Linked DNA regions of Mus musculus: region 2 is linked to region 1. Evidence: chromatin contacts called from public Hi-C data. All regions are on one chromosome and are shown on one strand. Each heading gives the region's core, a stretch centred on a gene start, on an enhancer-like site or on the middle of the called end of the contact. The rest is flanking DNA. Distances are from core to core; before and after follow the strand shown.

Region 1 (5,133 bases), core at 2,587-5,086:
TGTCTGGAGGCCAGCTTTCAAGTTTCAAGACTAGCCATTCCCTCTGCTCTTGCTGTCTCCTTGTTGCCACCATACTTTAGCTCTACTGTGGTGATGGACTCTAACATTTTGAAACCCCAGCCCCAAATAAACTCTTTTACAAGTTGTGTCGGTCATCATGTCTTAACACAGCAGTAAAAAAAGAAACTACACAGAAGTCTAAACCAAGGAACAAATAAGTTATAAATAGAATACATGACAGATGTGAAGTGTTGAAGAAAACTGAGCTAAGTATAACTGGCAATGGTTCAACCCCAACTATTGTCCCACCCAGGATTTAGCCAGTCAACACTGAGTTCAAGGGCCTTATAATCATCTGTAGTAAGAATGTAACTCTGTTTTTAAAACAAATCTGATCACCTACTCCCCTAAAATATTTGAATCCCCTTTCGAAAACAACAACAACAACAAAACAATAATCAACAGTCTTACTCAACTGTGAACTTTGTGAATTACAACAACAGTCTGACAAGGTTACACAAATAACAGTTGCACAAATGTCAGAGAAAACACTTTCTGACTGGACTTCAGGCTTGCTCCATAAAACAAAACTCACATCTAGCACCACTATGAGGACCAAGAGCCCATGGTTGGGAAGGTCACAGGCCCTATCTGAGAATCTACTATTATTCTGTTAAATGCGCACAGCATTTAACTGATTTCTAAGGATTTGATAATTTCCATAGATAAGTGCATCTCTCAGCCCTAGACATTGGATGGTGATTAACACAGAGACCCACGACTTGTCAGCATGCAGAATAAGATACTGTGGAGAACCCACCACTAAACAGGGCATCTGGGCTGGTGAGATGGCTCAGTGGGTAAGAGCACCCGACTGCTCTTCCGAAGGTCCGAAGTTCAAATCCCAGCAACCACATGGTGGCTCACAACCATCTGTAATGAGGTCTGATGCCCTCTTCTGGTGCATCTGAAGACAGCTACAGTGTACTTACATATAATAAATAAATAAATAAATGAATAAATCTTAAAAAAAAAAACTATTAAAAAAAAAAAAAAAAAAAAACAGGGCATCTGTATCATACCCTATCCTTCCCAGGTTCCAGAGATTAGTGTGAAAGAAGAGATAAAATAATTTAAGAGCCAAAGGTAGTCTACAGCAAAACAGTGTTCTTCTTAACACAGCAGGGTGCTTGGGCATATGAATTCACAGCCACTCTGATTGCATGCATAAGATCTGAATAAGATAAAGCCAGACAAAATCCTAGCATAGGACAGACAGGGAGGTGGTCAGGAAGTCACTTCCCTAGCAGAAAAACTACTGACAATTGATGGTTAATGGGAGAAAGTTAGTTTTCATCAGGGGTGTGGCTTTTGAGAGGCTACCCACAATCCAGCAGATAGCCCTACACCCAAGTACACATTGGTCACATTAAATGGTCTAAGTGTTTTTTTAAAAAAAGAGAACACATTTAAAGTAGGAGGAAATACTGGTAGAAAGGACAGGAAAGAAATTAGAGGGGAAGAAATGTGGAGTGGGTTTAATGAAACACAGTACATGCAATTTTCAAACAAACAATATATATATATATATTTGAAATATATATATTTGAAATATATTTGAAATATATATATATTTCAAAGCCCAGGTAGAATTTCAGATGGGCTAGCTGGAGAGATGGCTCAGTGGTTAAGAACACTGACTGGTCTTTCAGAGTTCCTGAGTTCAATTCCCAGCAACCACATGGTGGCTCACAACCATCTGTAATGGGATCTGATGCCCTCTTCTTGTGTCTGAAGACAGATAGTGTACTCACATACATTAAATAAATAAATCTTTTTTAAAATCACATTATTTTTTAAAAAAAGTTCCAGATGGGCATGCGTGTTTACAGTGGTATGAATGACAATGGACTCCAAAGGTTCCTATGCTTGAATGCTTGGCCCCCAGTTAGTTCAACTGTTTGGGAAAGACTGGGAGGTATGGCTGTGTGTTGCTGTGACCTTGATAGATGAGGTGTGTCACTGGAGGTGAGCTTTGAAGTTTCAAATGCTCAAACCAGGCCTGGTCAGTCTCAGTCTCTGTTTGTCTCTCTTTCGGATCAGGTGTGAGCTCTCAGCTACTGCTCAGTACCATGACCCAAGTACGTAGCTTCCCTAAGGACCCTGAGCAAACCTCTGAATTTTCTCAAAGCTTCAATATTTTCATTTGTAAAAAGTGAGATTAAGGGCTGGAGAGATGGCTCAGCTGGTAAGAGCACTGACTGCTCTTCTGAATTCAAATCCCAGCAACCACATGGTGGCTCACAACCACCCTTAATGAGATCTGACACCCTCTTCTCGTGCATCTGAAGTCAGGTGCAGTGTACTTATGTATAATAATAAATAAAATCTTTGGGCTGGAGCAGTCAGGGACTGAGTGAGCGAAGTTGAACAGAGCGAGCAGAGCCGACTAGAGCAAGCAGAGGTCCTAAAAATTCAATTCCCAACTGTACAGCTACAGTGTACTCATATGCGTAAAATAAATAAATAAATAAATAAATATTTTTTAAAAAAAAAGGAAGAAAGAAAGAAAGAAGTTTGGGCATACTCATTCAGTCTAGAATTTTATAATCCACAAGCATCTTGAACGTTTAAAATGTAATGAAATCATCACACAAAAATTGGCACACAGAAAAAAAAAATTGGCACACAGAAAGCCCTTCAAACAAGATTTACTAAAAAGAAAAAAAAAAACCGAAGATTAACATATCCAATTGAAAAACTGTAAAGCTGCGATGTGACTCAAGTTTTGCAAAAACTTTTTTAGAAAACACGTTTTAGAAAATAGTTCTGTCCTCAGGTACGGTGAAGCAGGTCTCCAAATCAATAAAAACAAATGAAAGTAACTCCACTGAGAAGTGAGGAACTGATGACGAAAAACACACACACACACACACACACACACACACACACACAAAACGTTTGGTAATTTGCATATGGAGGTAACCACACTAACTATGGGGGGGGGGGGGGAACTACTTCAAATGTTACCTACTTCGAGATAAAGGAAACAGGTGCTACTCAACTTCTCCTCCTTGAAAAATATCCCCTCTGACTAACACGACTCATGTTTTATGACTGTGTTAGATAACAGAGTTAAAGACGGCTTAAATCAGGGTTGGCCATTTCCCCTCGGATCCAAAATGCCTTTGCAACCTGATAGCTACGAACAAAAGGCCCCTCTATCCTGTCTCTGCAGAACAGACCCCAGTCCACTTCCACCCAGCAGCGAATGCTCAGAGCAAGACCTGCTTCTGCAAACTCAGCAAGGCCCGCGGGAACTCAAACTTTGTAAACTCCACCAAGGGTTTAGGGGACATGGGAGCCTCTAGGAAGGGATCCAAGGGAGGTGACACCAGTCAACCCTCGGAACCAGAAAAGCATCGTCGCTGGAGGGCGTGTCGGGCAGCTTGGCGACGTAGCACTTGGCGGGACAAGGCCATTCATTAGCTGGCAGGGGCGGCGGGGCTGCGCTGCCAGGCCACCCGCCCGTGCCACGCGGCGCGAAGCTCGGCAGCCGCCCCCTCCGCGAGTTCCCTCCCCGGGCCCCGCTCCCCTGCCGGGCTGGCAGGACGCCTTCGCCGTCGCCCTCACCAGTCGCTAGATGAAGGTGCGCCGGCGGTCTCCGCGGGGCAGGCGCGCGGCCGCGCAGGGACTCATCCTTAGTGAAAGCTACCGGGGACAACGAAGGGAGCCAGGAGCCGGGACGCCCGAGTCAGCTCCGGGGACGGCTGCACGGAAAGCGACAGCCGCGACTGTCGGCGCCGGGACCGGGTTCGGGGAAACCTGAGCTAGAGCGGGCGGGACTCGGGAATAAGACGGGCGCTGATTGGCCGGAGTTCGTGTATGCCCCACAGTGATTGGTCGGGGCCTGCCCACAAGGCCTAGCGTGGCAGTACCTCAGCTGTGGCCTTTCCCTAGTATCCCAAAGGAGCATGACCCCTGCCGGCCTTGGTGCGGTCGACACTGGCTGCCGCCCTACACTCAGAACCAGTACTGCCCCTCTTGGTGCCAGATGTCACCCTAGGAGATCTGTCTCCCCGCAGGTCGACACTCGGAAAGGAGGTTAAGGCTGGGATGGAGGAAACAAGGAACTGGCTGGATGCCCAAGCACCACTCCGTAGAAACGTGGGCATCTTAGAAAAGTTGCTTCCCGGATCACTCGTAGTGGGATAACTGGAAAACCAGAGGTGTCCTCTCCCCAAGACTGGGCCCTGCTGCTCTGTGCCCCGCCTGTTGTGCCCGGATTGTCTGAGTGTCACTCTCTTTTTGTCAGAAGGCGCCATAGATTTTTCAGATCGCCACTGTGCGACCAGCTGCTGACTTGGGTCACATCTGTCTGCCTGACGCCAGGCTTACAATAGGTTTTCCTCCCTGAACTCTTAAATCTACAAGCCATTTTAAAGGTTGCAAATTGTGTGCCAATAATCAGTCCAGAACGGAAAACATACTCCTGCTGAAGTCTGATACAGAGGCGCCTTAGTAAACATGTGTTCAGGGAGGAGTAGCATGACTCAGAGAAAAACAGCACTTGGAGCCCAGAGTTGTTTGAACCTCGGCCCTGTTTGTGTTGCTGTATGAGCCACTGACACCATCATCTATTAAACGGAGTTAAACTCAATACCCTCTTAGACTGCTTCAGCCCAATTGCCTGTTTTGTAGACTTTGTAGGAAAGTAAGTTGCTAGATCAAACTGAAGGAGAGATGGAAACAGACCTAGCTCCCCAGCTCTCCTCCCAGTGCAAGGACTTAATTTGCTTTCTTACTTCCTACTCTGACCCATTCTGTAATGTATAAACAGTGACTTGGAAGGAAGCTGTGTACACACTCATGAACAAAGACGCTCAGTGATCTGGAAGCTAGTGATGTAAATAAATGTGTTGCCCTGAGTTCACATCTTTTATCTGTCTCTTCTTTGTATTGGGTAAGTCATTTAGGTTTTCTGAAGCCTTAATTTCCTCATCTGCAAAGTGGGAATGGAATACATGTTGCTGTAGTGAAAATGTGTTGATAGACGCCCGCAGCACTTAGCAGAGTGCCAAGCACACAGTAACACCACCTAGAAGTTGCCATGTCTCAAACGCTTGTAAGCAT
Region 2 (4,855 bases), core at 2,245-4,744, 4.4 Mb after region 1:
ATCATAGGCCGGGCATGGTGGCACACACCTTTAATCCCAGCACTCGGGAGGCAGAGGCAGGTGGATTTCTGAGTTCAAGGCCAGCCTGGTCTACAGAGTGAGTTCCAGGACAGCCAGGGCTACACAGAGAAAAACCCTGTCTCAAAAAACAAAAAAACAAACAAAAAAAAATTACATTATAAAATATAAAAATATATATTATGGGCCTGCCATGGTGGCATACAACTTTAATCCCAGCGCTCAGGAGGAGAGGCTGGTAGATCTCCAGTTCAAGGCCGGTCTGTTCTATACCCAAGACTATACATGGTGAGACCCTTTCCTCACTCTTAAAATGTGCCCTTAAAGCATCTGTTTGCTGGCTCTGTTGTGTGCTAGGCATTTCACATTACTAAGGGATGCATAGGCAATCAAATGTTTGGATCCTTTTCTGTGCTCTTACTTCCCAGTAAGCAGTAAAGAACTCCTTGTGAGTGTTCACAAAGCAGGATCCAAACAGCAGGAACAAGTGTGTAAAAGTAGTGATACATGTTGTTCGCCACCGGTGGAACACAGAACAAACATGTGAAAGTAGAAGGGAGATGCTGATCCTGACCACCTTCTGGATTCCTACCACCATATCTAACGACTCTGTATCTAATGATCTGTGCATGCCATGGGAGCATTCTTCAAACTCATCCTTAGACTCGAGTGATTTTTAAGCTATTTTTTTCATAAGCTTCACCAGAGACCTTTACTGTTAGAATTCTAGAATAAGGTCCAGTAACTTTAACATCATGGCTCTATAAAATTCTGTACCACTCAACTGTTGAAAGCATCACTAAACCTAAGCCCACATTGAATAAAGATGGATAATTGACCAGACTTTCTTTTCCAACAGTCCAAAGCTAAGACCCAAATAAATGGGTAGAACATGCTACTATTAAACAGAAGCACTAAGCTCAGATCTGTGATTACTGATTTCACTCCAGGTTATCTTTTAAACTAATCTGAAATACCTTTTTAAAATTGGCTGCTTCAGCTAAAAACTACACTAAGTAAGGCTCTTTGAATAATGAAAATTTACACACACACACAACTAACTAACTGATGTACATCAGTCTAACAAGTGGAAAGGACAAATTAAGAAGGCAGTTCTCCATCCTCAGATCCACTCTACTCTCAAATGACAAAAATCTTGCCCTGGGCTGATGAATTTTTTAAGAACACACCACCACCACCACCACCACCACCACCACCACACACACACACACACAAGGAACTGAGAAGCATTTCTATTCCCAGCAGGCCCAGTTCCTGGAAATCCAATGCCGCCTTCTGGCTTCTGAGGATACTCACACACATAAAATAATGCAACACAAACATCAACAAAATGGAAAGTTACCACCTTTCACTATCAAAATTCTACCAAGATTTCAAAATAATCCCATCAACACTGTTTCCTTTCTAGATGTTCTCTGGGTTATTATCAACCATTCTTGATTTCTAGTTTCTAACATCAACCAAGGATTTAAGCTTTTGTGCTCTGACAATCAGAAATCTATGGGCCTCTTGGCATGCTCTGCTACATAAAACATCAAATTACAAAGGAAACCAACTGTTTCGCAGAGTTGGCAAAACTACAGTGTACACCATCTTACACTATCTACAAGTGAGGACCAGCCAGCTCAGTGTCTTCCATAGTAGCTAACTCTTCACACTAGTTTTTGAGATGGTCGATTACTTTAGCTGTAGCTCACCCATGGGCTGACTGGACAATGAGCTAACAGAGATCCATCCACCTGCGCAGGTCTCCACACTCCCTGAACCTCCACTGGGTATAGAGCAACACCCCGTTCCCCATACACACACAAGAGTTTCTCTGTATAGTTCTGGATGTCCTGAAAAGCTCTAAGTAGACCAGAATGGCCTCAAACTCAGAGATCCGCCTGTCCTTGTACATCGATTAATTAAAACGTTTCGATTTGGAACTTGAGACTTTTAAAAGTCTGGCACTTTACTGGTTAAACATCCTAGAACAGGAGTTACGCAAGCGCCTGGACCCAGCATGTATGATGATAAACACAGACGGCCGTATCTGGCAGTAACAAGTTTAAAGTGTTCCTTTTTATGCTTATAGTTTTATTTCCTTTAGTATATCAGTAAATCACCTCGACAGATGAGTTGTGAGAACCGAGTAACTGCTTTCCATTAGCAGTAACCGTTCATCAGCAACGTTCTCAGTCAAAGCCAACTAATAAGCGTTAGCTTTCAAATCGCCATTAAAATCGAATACTACTACAACCAGTCAAGCAACTACTGTATTTAAAAATGACAAAGAGGCCATGCATCTCAAGATGGAAACGCCCTAAGGAGGAACTAAAAACTGTTTCCACGAGAACCGCTCGGCAGAGCACAGAGTACTTAAAGGGCCCTGGCGCACAGCTCCAAAAACAGCAAAACGATGCCCTCAGGCAACAGCAAGCCTAGGAACTCGCTCGGGCGGCTCCAGTTTTATTTTTTTTTCTGTCCCCACCCATCACTCAGAGGCAAGAGGAGGAACTGGTCTGCGCGTGATCGCCGTGCCAGGGGGCGCTGCATCTGGCCCGAAGCTGCGTGTAAGCTGCGAGACGCCGGCAGCCATGATGGCGCGGCCATCTTGCCGCGGCCATCTTACAACGCAGTTCTCCCGCCGCGGGGCGCACAGCCCACCCCCCATCCCCTGTCCTCCCAACAGCAGAACTCCACACAACGCCGAGACAGAGCCGCTCGTTTGTCCAACAGCCTCGAACCTTCGGCCCACAGTCGCCCGCGCGGCCCGCGGCCGAGAGCTAAGCGGGGAGGATGCGCTGCCGCTGCTCCCCTCCCCCACGCCACATCACCTCCCAACCGTCGCCGTCGCCATCGCTCACCCGCCCGCCGGGCACCTCCCTTCAATAGACTTTCTCCGCTCTCGGAAAAACAAACAAACAAGCGCCGAGGCTCTGCCACACGCACGGAGATGCCCTCGGCCCTGGCCGTGGCCGGGGGCTCGCTTTCGCGCCACCGAGCACTGTCGCGGATGACGCACTGAGATTACCCTCCGCAGTGCGCCTTTCCCCCTTACAAAGCAAGGCCTGCACGGTTTCCCCCGGCCGCAAGCCCCGCCGACCCCGACCCCCAAACCTCCAGCGCCCTGAGTCAGCCTCTCTCCCGTGCACCGTTAGATGCCTCTCCCCAAAGCGGCACACTCACCCTCCTGGAATTTCGGCTTAGGGTCCTGCTTGGGCGCCATTTATAAGTGATTCGCCGCCTCCTCCTTCTCCCACCACCCCCGACTACCGCCCCCTACTCTCTACCCCACCCAACTCAGCGTCAGACGCGCCGTCGGCCACAGCCAGCTCTACATCCTGGGCGCGATTTGCCAGCGCCGCCTGACCTCACAGCACCGCGACCCGCGCAGCCGCCGCCTCAGCCAACGGCTAACCGCTACGCACACAAGCCTGCGCCCGTGCCGCCCAGAGGCATGCCGGGATTGGTAGTTCGACCTCGGATGACGCCAGCAGGGTGGGGGAGGGGAGTGGGAGACAATTGCCCCCCCCCCACGCCCGCGATCCACCACCGCCCCTGTCCCCAACCCCAGCCCTCTAAGTATCCAGACCCCAGAGGCTTGTTAAAACCCAGATTTTTATTTTCTGTAGGTGACAAAGAGGAAGGAATAAGTAAATCACTAGCTAGTGACGAAAGGATGGGAAAAACTCAAGGGGGGCAGATGCTTAGATAGGAAATGAAGCCAGGTAAATGTGGTGGGGTGTTGAAGTGGCCTGAGGACAGGACTGTCTCTGCAGCCTGAGTTCCACGGCATCACCAGGACTTGGCCTAGGAGAGCGCTGGAAGCCAGAAATGAAGCTAGATGCGAGTGAGAAGGTGATCCTCTCCAGAAGCTTCGGTGTCTAGAAAGCCATGCCCTGTTTGAGGGAGTTGGGGGTTGGGAGGGGGTGGGGGTCCGGTTCCCATGACTATTTGTAGATTGCAGCTTCTGACTCTTGAAGTACTTAGTCTCACTAAAGGGGGCAAACCTGGATTGCTGTCAAAGTCAAGGTTCCATACTTAACCCCTTTGTACCATCTTTTGCCATCTTATTTCTTTGGGGTAGTATTGGATGTATACTCAAAAAAAAAAAAACCCAACCCACAACAACAACAAAACCTCTCTTCACATTGTTCCTATGTTCAAAAACTCCTTAATGTACTCTGCTGTGAAATAACACTGTACCCCTGTACCCACTAAATTACATGAATTGCACACAAAGGATCAGAGCTGTTAATTAGGGAGATAAGTCAGAAAACAGTCACCCTGATATTTGAAGCCCTTCCACACTTTGTAGCTACCTAATTATCCTAGGCAAACCTTTATGTCAAAGCCTTTTCTCTTTTCAACAGAGTCTTACTAAATATATTTAACCCTGGCTTGCCTGGAACTGGCTATATAGACTGAGAGGACCATGAACTCACAGTGTCTAGCTCCTGAAACTCTGTCTCTATTTTTTTTTCAGTTATTTTTTTTTTTTTTTTTTTTTTTGAGACCAAGTTTCTCTGTGTAGCCCTGGCTGTCCTGGAACTAGCTCTGTAGACCAGGCTAGCCAAAACTCAAACATTTACCTGCCTCTGCCTCCCAAGTGCTGGATTTAGAGGTATGCACCACCAAACCTGGTTCTGATGTACTTTAAACTACTTTGTGAAAAGTTTTCTCAGGTTACATTTCAACCAGCAAGTTGAGGATACCTGTTTTCCCACATCCTTGCCACACATGTTATTTCCACTCTCTGATTTTAAATCAACAGAAGTATGTTGTGCAGAAGAAGCTAGGTATAAGAGTGAACATTTTCATCATTGATTCA

What was found. Hi-C and Micro-C count contacts between places; a contact is called where the count stands out from the background.
Region 2: a contact with region 1 is called in a Hi-C map of regulatory T cells, with 7 times the contacts expected there. The contact joins the promoter of Morf4l1 here to the promoter of Ibtk in region 1. A contact is called at or near these places in 1 of 39 promoter capture datasets (pre-B cells) and 1 of 484 Hi-C or Micro-C datasets (regulatory T cells).

What each region holds. Positions count from the first base shown.
Region 1 is chr9:85,745,498-85,750,630 of GRCm38.p6, forward strand. It overlaps Ibtk (inhibitor of Bruton agammaglobulinemia tyrosine kinase), which reads right to left and starts at 3,837. Exons shown (of 29, transcript NM_001081282.2): 1 at 3,634-3,837.
Region 2 is chr9:90,111,326-90,116,180 of GRCm38.p6, forward strand. It overlaps Morf4l1 (mortality factor 4 like 1), which reads right to left and starts at 3,495. Exons shown (of 12, transcript NM_024431.3): 1 at 3,211-3,495. The coding sequence starts at 3,250.